Regions from separate parts of the Mus musculus genome. Here regions 2 and 3 are each linked to region 1. A link is a contact called in public Hi-C and Micro-C data. All regions are on one chromosome and are shown on one strand. The core of a region is the stretch at or near the end of the contact, and the rest is flanking DNA. Distances in the headings are between cores, read along the strand shown.

Region 1 (3,662 bases), core at 499-2,998:
CAGGAACAGAGCCACACAAGCTGGGTAGCAGAAGTCTAGACAGAATGAGCAATAGTGGGTGGGGGTGGGGGTGGAGATAAAAACACATTTAGTTATCATGGAAACCAAAACCACGGCACAGGCATGTCTCCATGCTGGCTTACTGCAATGGGCTGTGCGCTCCACAGGAAGATGAGTGAGCGGATGGGTTAGGGCTAGGGCTAGGGCTAGGGCTAGGGCTAGGGTTAGGGTTAGGGTTAGGGTTAGGGTTAGGGTTAGGGTTAGGGTTAGGGTCATGGGTGCGGAAAGCCCGAGTAAGAGCTCACAGACAGGGAGCACTCACAGCCAACAGAACCACTAGCAACATCTGCTCCCTGCCTTTGTTACAAGAAATGTGTCTTGCCAATAAAGCTGGTTATTAGCAGAGGGAGTTCTAACAGCTGACTTGTGAAGCAAAAAGAGCCAGCTGTCCTGGCCTCCAGGACTCAGGGATAACTTCCTATGTCAAGTTCCCAGCGTCTGTAGTTTAGGAAGCAGGATGAACCCGGCCACCCTGGCCCCAGACACTAACTCCAGCCAACAGCAAGATCCTTCCAGATTTTACTGGCTTTTAGAATGTACTGTGGGTTGAAATTGGACTCCTTTGGTGGGTTATGTAGCATGAGGGCCAGGTGACAGGGTGGGGGATGATAAAGAAGAGAAGCCAGGGGAGTAGGGGCCTGAGGTCTAGCCTGCCCAGAAATGGGCTCCAGCCCCCCTTACTCCCCAGAGCCCTACATCCAGGGGCTCCACACACCAGTGCTCTTGGGATCGCAGCGGGGGTCCAAGGGTGGGAAGTGAGAAGGCACAGAATGTTCATGGTAGTACTGCAGGCGGGAAAGAAGGTTCTGGACGATGTGGGGGTGCTCTCGGGACACGTCGTGTCTTTCTTCAGGGTCCTGATTGATATCAAAAAGCCAGAGAGTCTTGGTTGGTGGGTCCACTGGAGGTATCTCAGAGACGTTGGACTGAGACGGAGGCGGGAACCAGTAACCACAGCCTGGTAAAGAAATTAAACTTTAGTGTGTGTGTGTGTGGGGGGCACTGTTGGTGGGTTCTAATTTCAGGAATCTGGGTACAAGGCTTCCTTGGCTTTGTGGGTATGGTCGTACATCAAGAAACAAACAAAAAACCTGTGCCTTCTGATGTCGAGTTCAGAATACGATTTCCATGCCATGATGATACGGATCCTATAGCGTTACAAGGGACATTAAAAACTATATGTGGGGTGGAAGCAGGATGGGGGTGTTAGTTGTCACGATGGCTGGGGCAATGAGGGTACTCCTGCTATCAAGCAACAGCACAGTAATTCTAAGATCTCTCGCAATGCATGGGACAGTCCCAAACAATGAACTGTCATTGTAAACACCAAGAACACTCACGAACTAAGCATTGCTACACTGCATCAGAGCCTGTGGAAATATCCCATATTTACAAAACAGTGAAGCTGTCCCTTTCTAAGGAAGGGGGAGGGGAAGCAGACTCTCCCCAGCCAGAGAATTGGTGAAGATCTACAGCTGGCTGGGTGTGCTATGTTTGACAGTCACACATGTCTAAAAATCCATATATGTTTATGAAGCACCCAAGTGGGATTTTCTCCTCTTAACCCCACTACAGATGACATCATCATCATCATCAACAACAACAAATATCAACTCGGAGGACGGTCAGAATGAGCAGCGGAAGCCACTCCCCCACCCTGCAGCTTCAGAGATATATTACAAAAAAAAAGTGAGTCAGCTCTCATTTTGGTGAGCGTTCTCTCACTGTTCTGTTTGGTGGGAAGTCTACTTAGGCAGACAACAGAAGTTGTGTAATATGGACCAGACAGAGGCTTAAAAGAAGGCCATGAAACCACAAGCAGATAGCTGCTTCCTTAAGATCTGCAGGGACTGTAAAAGATCTGAAGGACTAGTTGACATTTCAGATGTCTGAGCAAACTGAGGGGTTGGCAGGGAGCCTTGAGGAGCCGGCTAGGCAAGGAGGAGGAGGAGGGTGTAGCCAGTGATAAGGACTTCCCTTTCTATGGACACAGTCCAGGGAATGAAGGCCCAGAGGACAGGCTGAGGACACTGCCCTACTCTGGTGGCCACAGGAAGGGAGCGAAGCATTCTACCTGGGTGGCCCGTGAGGAGTTTCCAATTTTTGTATCTGATCCCAGCATGGATAGACGTGTTAAAGGCAGAATGTTCTAACGGAAAAGAATCGTCCTTTGCTGGAGTCATGTTCTTGCCAGGACCTGGGAAGAAATAGTTTGGAAGAATTAGATTGCTGTTATTGGCCTGTGTCATTATAAATCAACATTTTATACCCTTCTTGCAGAACAGTAGCCTTTGTTCAACACCAGAGTACAAATGTGTGTCCTGCCACAGAAACGAATCTTTTATTAAATACAAACACAAAGTATAGTTACATTAGATGTCAGTCATAAACCACCACAAATATAAAGGAAATCCCAAGGAGATTAGAAGGCTAATCCATCCTTAAAATCATTGCCTCCCGCCAACATGCAGAGCCATGTGCATAGCAGTGTCTACTACAGGAACGGAGCTGGGCAGCGGTTGTGTGCACAAGCATGAGTGTGTGGTATGGGTGTGTGTGCATGAGCACGCACGTGTGTGTGTGTGCATGAGTGTGCAAGAATATGTGTGTTCTTTTTCCTCTTAAATGTGTAAGTGAAATACATTTTCTGCGAATGGTTGTACCTTTGCAGATAGTATATAAAATTATAAAATGCACATTTTTTGAAGTCTCTGACAAGCTAGGAGAGGTTAAGCATAGTACAAAAAAACTACAGATGCATTTCTTTTTAAACCATTCATGAAATGTAAAAATTAGTGAGCAGTGTTTTTAACTATTCAACAGAATAACTATGGGTATAGAAACTGTTTGAGCATATAAAGTAGTGGTGGTTTGAATGGGTTTGGGCTCCGGAGACTTAAGCATTTGAATGCTTGCCACTATCAGGAGGTGTGACCTTGTTGGAGGAAGTGTGTCACTGTGGGGTGGGCTTTAACGTCTCCTAATGCCCAAGCTTTCCCCAGAGTGGAATTAGGGAGCCTCTTCCTGGCTGCCCAGGAAGACAGTCTCCTGCTGCTTTTGGATCAAGATGTAGAACTCTCAGCTCCTCCTACACCATGCCTGACTGCACACTGCCAAGCTCCCTGCCATGATAAAGGACTGAACCTCTGAACCTGTAAGCCAGCCTCAACGAAATGCTTTCCTTTATACAGTTGCCTTGGTTGGGGTGTCTCTTCACAGCAAGGGAAAGCCTAACTAAGACACATGGATTATATTAATTTATCATTTTAAGGTCTTATAGCAGTTGATCAAGTTTCTGAGGGGGCAGTTATTAATATTCATCCTCCTCTCAAGTTTAGAACCCATTAAGAGCCAGAGCCAGGGCTGGAGAGATGGCTCAGCAGTTAAGAGCACTGACTGTTTTTACAGAGGTCCTGAGTTCAATTCCCAGCAACCACATGGTGGCTCGCAACCATCTGTAATGAGATCCAATGTCCTCTTCTGGTGTGTCTGAAGACAGTGACAGTGTATTCATATACTCATATAAACACAATTAATAAATCTTAAAAAAAAAAAGAGCCAGAGCCAGAGCCAGATAGACTGAGCTTAATTATCACCTCTCT
Region 2 (3,662 bases), core at 742-3,241, 74 kb before region 1:
GGGTTTCTATCTCCAGCGTTGCCTCACTTTGGGTTTTCTTTATTGTGTCTACTTCCCTTTTTAGGTCTAGTATGGTTTTGTTCATTTCTATCACCTGTTTGGATGTGTTTTCCTGTTTTTCTATAAGGACTTCTACCTGTTTGGTTGTGTTTTCCTGTTTTTCTTTAAGGACTTATAACTCTTTAGCAGTGTTCTCCTGTATTTCTTTAAGTGAGTTATTAAATTCCTTCTTATGTCCTCTACCATCATCATGAGAAATGCTTTTAAATCCAGGTCTACCTTTTCAGGTGTGTTAGGATGCCTTGGACTGGGCGAAGTGGGAGTGCTGGGTTCTGATGATGGTGAGTGGTCTTGGTTCCTGTTAGTAGGATTCTTACGTTTACCTTTCGCCATCTGGCAATCTCTGGAGTTAGTTGTTATAGTTGTCTTTGTTTAGAGATTGTTCCTCTGTTGATTTTGTTACCCTCTATCAGCAGACGTGGGAGACTAGCTCTCTCCTCTGAGTTTCAGTGGTCAGAGCAGTCTCTGCAGGCAAGCTCTCCTCTTTCAGGGAAGGTGCACAGTTATCTGGTGTTTGGACCTCCTCCTGGCTGAAGATGAAGGCCCAAAACAGGATCTTTCCCAGAAGCTGTGTTGCTTTGGCCAGGAAGGTGGCCGGTTGTCTGGAGTCGAAGATGGCGCCGCCTCAGAAGCTCTGTGGTTCTCGCCTGTCTCAGAAATGGCTGGCCTCTGTATTCCACACCGTCACCCGTGCAGCCTGCCCTCCGCGGAGTCCTGGAGCCAAGGCTCCCGCCGCCGGGGCCTGAGGCACAAACCTGTTGGGCCGGGCGGACCCCTGTGCACTCACCAGGAAGGTGGCTGGTTGTCTCCAGTGACTTATTTTCATGTGACCTTTTGAGAACTCCTAAGACACGTGCATCAGCCACCTGAATGATGGGAGCTGCCCAGAGAAGAGAGTTCCTCCAGGGAACTGAAGGATGACAGCCGGCTCACTGCCCCAGCATGTACACATGGTTGTCTCTTCCATTTGTTTTTTTCAGTGTTATCTAAATACGAGGGCACTAATTTCCAACAATTATTTATTTCACCTACACTTTTATATTCCATTTGCACTTTACATGAAATACCCATCCTGAGAGTTGGCCATGGCACACAGACGGAACCCGGTAACATCGTGACCCCCTCTCCAAGTCCCCAACGCCTGAGAGTCTTCGTCTTGGACCTGGGTTCTTGAGGTGTGGCTCAGTGTGGCCTCCTTGCTCACATTTCCAAGACCTTTCTCAGCGTCTGGACAGATTTCTGGCAATCCTACAGCCAGTCTGCCACGCCTTTTCCTTCTCTGAAGCCAGAGTCCTGATCCACAGTTTCTATCTTCGTCCACACAGCTGAGTAGATTGCCCGGAAAGGGGGCTTGTGGGTGGGGAGGAAGCAACGGCCTTCTTCCTACAATTCCTCATCAAGCTCCTGTCTGTAGGAACCCACACAGGCGATGGGCAGATTCTAATCACAATAATTAACAATGAATGAATGAATGTCTACCAAACTATTGAGCTGATTCTGTGAGCGTTAACTGGCTAATTTTTTCCAGACTCTAGTTGTTCATTCTATAAAATAACCTGCTCTGGGGACAGATTGTTAGTTCTTTCTGGTTAACACAGAGCCCGGACCTTGATATAAAGACCACAATAAGTCTTTGCAGTCAAGTTCTCTGTGCAGTTCTCAGTTGAGTCACAGAGCAAAACACAGCAGGCAAGGTCTGTGTGGCCCTTTGTGGACCCCACTTGTACTCCCGGTATGGTCTCACGACTTCCACTTGCAACTGTATTACAGCTTACCTGTATTTTGACATGAATGGACAAAAACCTCAAGGAAAAGTTTTTTCTAGTTGAAATCACTGGGGCTTCTTCAACAAACAGTTAGGACGTTGAGACGAAGTGCCAGGTGCAAGCCACACTGGTGATCCGTCTTCCTGAAGGAGACCAGGAAACACCGTGTAAACAGCACAGGCTTTAAAGAGCTCATAAAAAGTCAGTAGTGGCTGAGGGAGAGCTCTCTGCATGGGGAGGCATCTGATTTTTATAGGATCAGCTCTGCAGATAAAGGGAGCTACAGGAAAGACATTCTGACCTCCCAGCCGAGTTTTATTTGGAGGTTTTTTGGTTGTGTTTTGTTTTGTGTTTTGTGTTTTGTTTGTTGTTTCCTGCTTCTTCTACTCCCTGGGATGGGAAAGATGGACTCTTAAGTGTGAAGGCTTCTTGGTAGTCAATTTGGCTATGTCCAGATTTAACTAAAACCCAAATAGCTGGGTACACCGTTTTTCCGTTGTTGTTGTTTTTTTTTCTTTTCTTAATTAAATCATTTGATGTGGAGGACCCACTTCTAATCTAGATCTTTGAGGGGTGAAGATCTACCCTTAATCCAGATCTTTTGAAATGGGAACATCCACCTTTATTCTGGGCCACATCATCTGCTGGCACCCTGTAGAAAGGACATGGAAAAGGTCTATTCGCCTGCTTGCCCTCACTCTGGACGGCAAGCCTTCACTGGTATTAGAACCTACTCTAGGATTCTGGCCCTGATTGAAGATTGGCTGAGACGTCCAGCCTCATGGACTGAACAATTGTATCCTTGGACCTTTTATTTGTAGACAGCCATTGTTGGACTAGCTGGACCCCAGCCTGTAATAAATCCTTCATGTATATATGTGTGTGCGTGTGCATGTGCACATGCATGTGTGTGTTCTATAAGTTCTGTTCCCCTAGAGAACCCTGATTGTACACCAGAAATGCAAAGGCAGTTAATTACCCAGGGTAGTCCACGGAGCTCCAGAAGTTTTCCCAAGACTAGTCCAGTGTCTCCAAGGGGTTTTCAATTATTTTCGCCTTCGATTTCATTTGCTCTCAGTTGGGCGCGGTAGAAAATTTAAATTATTTTGAGGGAAGACACACATCACTTTTGTTCATGCTTACAGCTTCTTCTTCTTCTAAAAAAAAAAAACATCTGGGGTAGCAAAATGGGTGAGATAAGTGTAAAATAAAATTGTAACTCTGTTCCTAGAAATAGAACAGAACTGCTTTCGTATGTGGACTGAGTGGTGGCCAGGGGTCTGCAGGCTGCCCTGGATCCAGGCCTAGGAAGTGACTCAGTTGTGGCAAAGAAACCAGGCCATGGAAGAGCATCCCAGGGCTGGGTGTGGGAATGGGACACACGGGATGATATAAATTCTGCTCTTGTGCACATATTGTTTTGCAAAATCCAGGGATGAGATCATTTGGCCTGGATGTTGTCTCTGAGGGTTTCTCACAGACAAATGCAGTTATCCGAATTGAGTTAGAACAGGAGAAAGGCATTCGGGGGGATTATCTGATTGTACATGGGGACAGTTATGCACATCTCTGTTGGGCCAAATGGTTTTCTGTTTGTTCCCCAGAGGAACATGAATATGTGATTGTATCACTCTTTCCTGCCAAGTTCCAGAAAAGAGCTTGAGATTCTTTCTCTAAACTGTAGCCAGGAAGCTCAGTGGGTATTGCTCTCCTTTCAGGCTGGTGTTGATAGTCCTCGTGATCAGTCAAAGCCTCTGCCACAGGGAGAGCCCAGGGGTGACAGGAGGCTTCTGTCAGTGAAAACGCCTCTTTCTAGAATGGGTGGGTTTGATGATG
Region 3 (3,662 bases), core at 466-2,965, 68 kb after region 1:
CCACGCATGTGCGAGCTCGGACACCTTCCTCAGCAGCTCCTAAACTCCTCCCGACCCAGGCCCTGTGCTGTGTTCTCATACATTTCTCCTGGACTCTGCTGTGAGTGCTAACAAGATGGTACCGCTGTGCTCACACATTATTTTAACTAACCGGATTTTTGCAGAGCTATGGATTGAACCCAGAGCCTTCCTACTGTGTGCTAGGCAACTGCCTACTGTGTGCTAGGCAACTGCTGTCCCCCTGAGCTCCATTCCCAGACTGGGTCACGTCTGGCGCACGATGAAATTGATGCCTGGAGATTTTAGTCAGCACATGAATAATAAACACAGGAGATGAGATTTGAACCAGAGCTGACCACAAAGTACACATTTGAAACTATTACTCTGGGGAAATCACTAACAGGACGTATTTTATTCACTGCTTGTGGATGGGTGGGTGGGTATTGGCTCTATGTAAGACCCACGTTCCTTGAAAATCCCTGTAACATGCAAACATTACCATAAGAAAAGAGGTTAGGCATGGGGATTATAAAATTTAGACAAAATCTGGTAAGGAAATGTAAGTTGAATTTATTTGCTAGAGGATGGGGAGATATTTTGCATTACTATTTATTTTTATTAAGGAGCTTATTAAGTTTTTAAAGTAGAATACTCAAGGAAAAAGTAATTCTCAAAACATCATAATCTCAAAACTCTTAATAACTCTTTTCGTATTGATTACTAAAATGCAATGGGCCAGACTCTTGGGTTAGTAGCAAGGCAAGCCATAGGGGATAAGAAGCCCTTCTTCCAATTTCTATTTTACTATGAAGAATTTTCAGAAGATGAGAGCTGGCAGCAGTGTTGGCAGGAGGCAGGAGGCCCGCTGCCAGTGTCCTGAGGGGACGTTAGCAACGCCATGCTGGCGAGACTAACAGCATAGTTTTGGATCTACAATAAGGATCAAAACCTGATCCAAAGAAAGTTTTTTAAAAAGGCATCCACTTTATCTACCTCCAGCCTCACCAAGAAGGGTCTACACAAGACAAAAACGGGCAGTGATCACCCACTGACTGTTCTCAGAGATGGTAGCTCTGTGTCCATTTTCATTGGCTCCCTTGTTGATATCCATACAGGCAGCAAATGGCAAAAGAGCAAGATGGTGTGCCATGTAGCTTCCTAGAATGAGATACAGACTACACTATGGGGAAAGACCCTTAAAGTACAGCATGCTGCGAGCACAGACACGGTAATATAGAAGGGAATCAAAACAGTCAATTAATGCTACTGTTTTCTGCATCTCTGTCTCACTGCTGGGATGCCAAAAAGAACTGGGGTGTTAAGCCTTGTTTCTTCCTTGTCACTGTGGGCTGCTGACACTGCTGTGTGTGTTGGGGGGGGATACAGTCTAAGCTAGGGTTCAACCTGTGTTTCTCTGGGTGAGAAATGGCAGGGGCTGGAACAGAGGCTCGGATGTGGTTCTGCCCAGACACCGCTGGGATAGGGGCCTTTGGGTAGTTGGAGAGAAAGGTGGCTTGAGAGTGTAGGCAAAGATCTCAGTGATGGCCCACGCCACCAAGAGAGAAGAACGGTATCTTCTTAGACGACGGATAGCAAAGGTAGAAGTGGCTGGAAAACAGGTTCTGCTACTCGTCAGTCAGCCCATCAGCAGTTCAAGGGAGGGCAAACCACGGCAAGGAGGCAGCATCATCACAGAAACCATCTGGCTCTGCCACAGTCAGGCGATTTTCTTCTCTTTTTCTCCCGGAGTTTGTAAGTGGGCTCCTCCTCTGCAGCTGAGGCTGTTCTAAAACTGCAGCCCAGTTCGCCTTCAGCGTGCCAGTGGTCTCCTGTCACAGGGCTGAGACTACAGGTATGAGCCGACACACTTCACTCTGAGATTTCTTTTGAATTGAGGAAGAAATTAAAGTACCCAAATCCCACCCCAGTGGATGGTCTACTATCGCAGGTCTAGGAAAAAAAAAGCAAACACACCCGAACAAGGACAAGGCGACAGATAAGAGTCCCGAGTTTCCAGGGAAATTGAAAAAGATACAGCAACGAGAATTCAAAACATTTGGCAAATGGAAACTACTTTCCTACTATGGAAAGAAAGACACAATCAGAGGAAAACTGTCACATGGTATTTCAGCATGAAGCAAACATAATTAATTCAGTAACTGTGGATAGATGAAAACTGTAGTATCGAGTCTCAACCTTCTGAGTAGAATTAAACACAAAAAACATCAGGAACTGGAAATTCAAAATCCCTAAGTACTGACCTTAGGTACTGACCTAAGGGAAGAAAATGAGATGAAGAAATCAATAAGCAAGACTAGCATGGTGCTCAGTCCTATAATCCAGAGCTGAAGTAGCATTACCGTAGCCTGCTTGAACCCAGCATCAACTACACAGTGGGTCTCAGGCAGCAGGACCACAGTGCATGCACTATCTAGAGAAAAAAGAAGGTGCTGGAGAGATGGCTCAGTGGTTAAGAGCACTGGCTGCTCTTCCAGGGGTCCTGAGTTCAATTCCCAGCAACCATATGGTGATGGGATCCGATGCCCTCTTCTGGTGTGTCTGAAGACAGCTACTCATATACATAAAATAAGTAAATAATTCTTTTAAAAAATGTATCTGCAACTTTTTGAGGAAGAAAGAAGGAAGGAAGGAAGGAAAGAAAGAAAGAAAGAAAGAAAGAAAGAAAGAAAGAAAGAAGAAACAGCAGCAGCAGCAGCAGCAGAAAGAAAAACTCTCAGAAACTAGGGACATGACAGTAACTCAAAGTATGTGAAGGCAGAGAGAGAAGAGAAATAAAAAGAGAAGATAATTTTTTAAGAGGTCAGACAAAAACTGCCAGAAGATCCAAAAATGTACAGCTGGAGCTCCTGAAGAAGAAAATGAAATAGTGGAAGACAGTGTTTAAACCCAACTGTAAACATCTTGAATGAAAGGCCTGGATGTATAACTGAAAGAACCTACTTTGTCTGTGACCCAGAATGGGTCACCTCTGAGACATAACTAACCAGTCTTTGTCACAACAGTGACAATAACAATCTCCTGGGCCTCCAAATGAAAGGACCTGTCCCTTGCCAAGAAAATTAAATTGGGTGGAAATTAGATTGATCCATAGCAACATATGAAACAAGCAAAGACACGGATAACAGTTTTAAAACCCGAGGGAAGACAGTATGAGACAAAGGATTTTTTTTAATCATTTGAGATATTCTTCAATTATTAAGCTTATGAAAAATGTTTCTGATAGGCATATAAGAATCTAAAGAATCCTGAGAAATTTATCTGAGGAAAATTCTTTCAATGAAAAGACAATTGTGGTGGATGCTTCAGAAATGGCTGTCTAGTATTAAGTGTAATATTGAAGGTCTAATTGTGGAACAAAACTGTGGCTAGGAGAACACAGTATTCCATATTACATGCTCTGACAAAGTAGAAATAGCAAACTTAATAATAAAGCTAGACGATCTAGGAAGTAGAAAGGTTAAGGCTGAACAAGCTCGGGGAGTCCCTTATGGATAAGAGAATTACTGAATGACAGAAGGATATTGGTGAGCGATTGAAGAAAATACAAACTGCTCAAAATATTAAGATTGCTAACAAATATGAGGTATCAGGAGAACATTAAACAAAATGACAAAGCTAAGAATTAAAATGACAATTGTAGT

Evidence for each region. A called contact is a pair of places that touch in the nucleus more often than the background predicts.
Region 2: a contact with region 1 is called in a Hi-C map of uterus, with 4 times the contacts expected there. The contact joins two enhancer-like sites. A contact is called at or near these places in 1 of 39 promoter capture datasets (stem cell-derived epiblast-like cells), 4 of 484 Hi-C or Micro-C datasets (nephron progenitors and uterus), 1 of 115 datasets of contacts at active chromatin or transcription factors (embryonic stem cells) and 2 of 9 other capture datasets (embryonic stem cells and embryonic trunk).
Region 3: a contact with region 1 is called in a Micro-C map of granulosa cells, with 2.4 times the contacts expected there. The contact joins two enhancer-like sites. A contact is called at or near these places in 8 of 39 promoter capture datasets (the 3T3-L1 cell line, embryonic stem cells, hematopoietic stem and progenitor cells and 4 more), 5 of 484 Hi-C or Micro-C datasets (CD8 central memory T cells, granulosa cells, liver and 2 more) and 2 of 115 datasets of contacts at active chromatin or transcription factors (CD8 T cells and embryonic stem cells).

Annotation. Positions count from the first base shown.
Region 1 is chr13:93,937,822-93,941,483 of GRCm38.p6, reverse strand. It overlaps Arsb (arylsulfatase B), which reads right to left. Exons shown (of 8, transcript NM_009712.3): 7 at 2,135-2,257; 8 at 1-1,018. The coding sequence ends at 753. Among named protein-coding and RNA genes, the nearest start is that of Lhfpl2, 120 kb to the left of the region's middle. Within about 2 kb of position 1,748, at least 95 of the 459 cell types and tissues checked have an H3K27ac peak or open chromatin away from gene starts, as enhancers often do. A contact at or near this core is called in granulosa cells and uterus, where this site is marked.
Region 2 is chr13:94,011,885-94,015,546 of GRCm38.p6, reverse strand. No RefSeq gene overlaps it. Among named protein-coding and RNA genes, the nearest start is that of Lhfpl2, 44 kb to the left of the region's middle. Within about 2 kb of position 1,991, at least 23 of the 459 cell types and tissues checked have an H3K27ac peak or open chromatin away from gene starts, as enhancers often do. A contact at or near this core is called in uterus, where this site is marked.
Region 3 is chr13:93,869,989-93,873,650 of GRCm38.p6, reverse strand. All of the region lies in intron 5 of Arsb (arylsulfatase B), which reads right to left. Among named protein-coding and RNA genes, the nearest start is that of Mir5624, 81 kb to the right of the region's middle. Within about 2 kb of position 1,715, at least 7 of the 459 cell types and tissues checked have an H3K27ac peak or open chromatin away from gene starts, as enhancers often do. A contact at or near this core is called in granulosa cells, where this site is marked.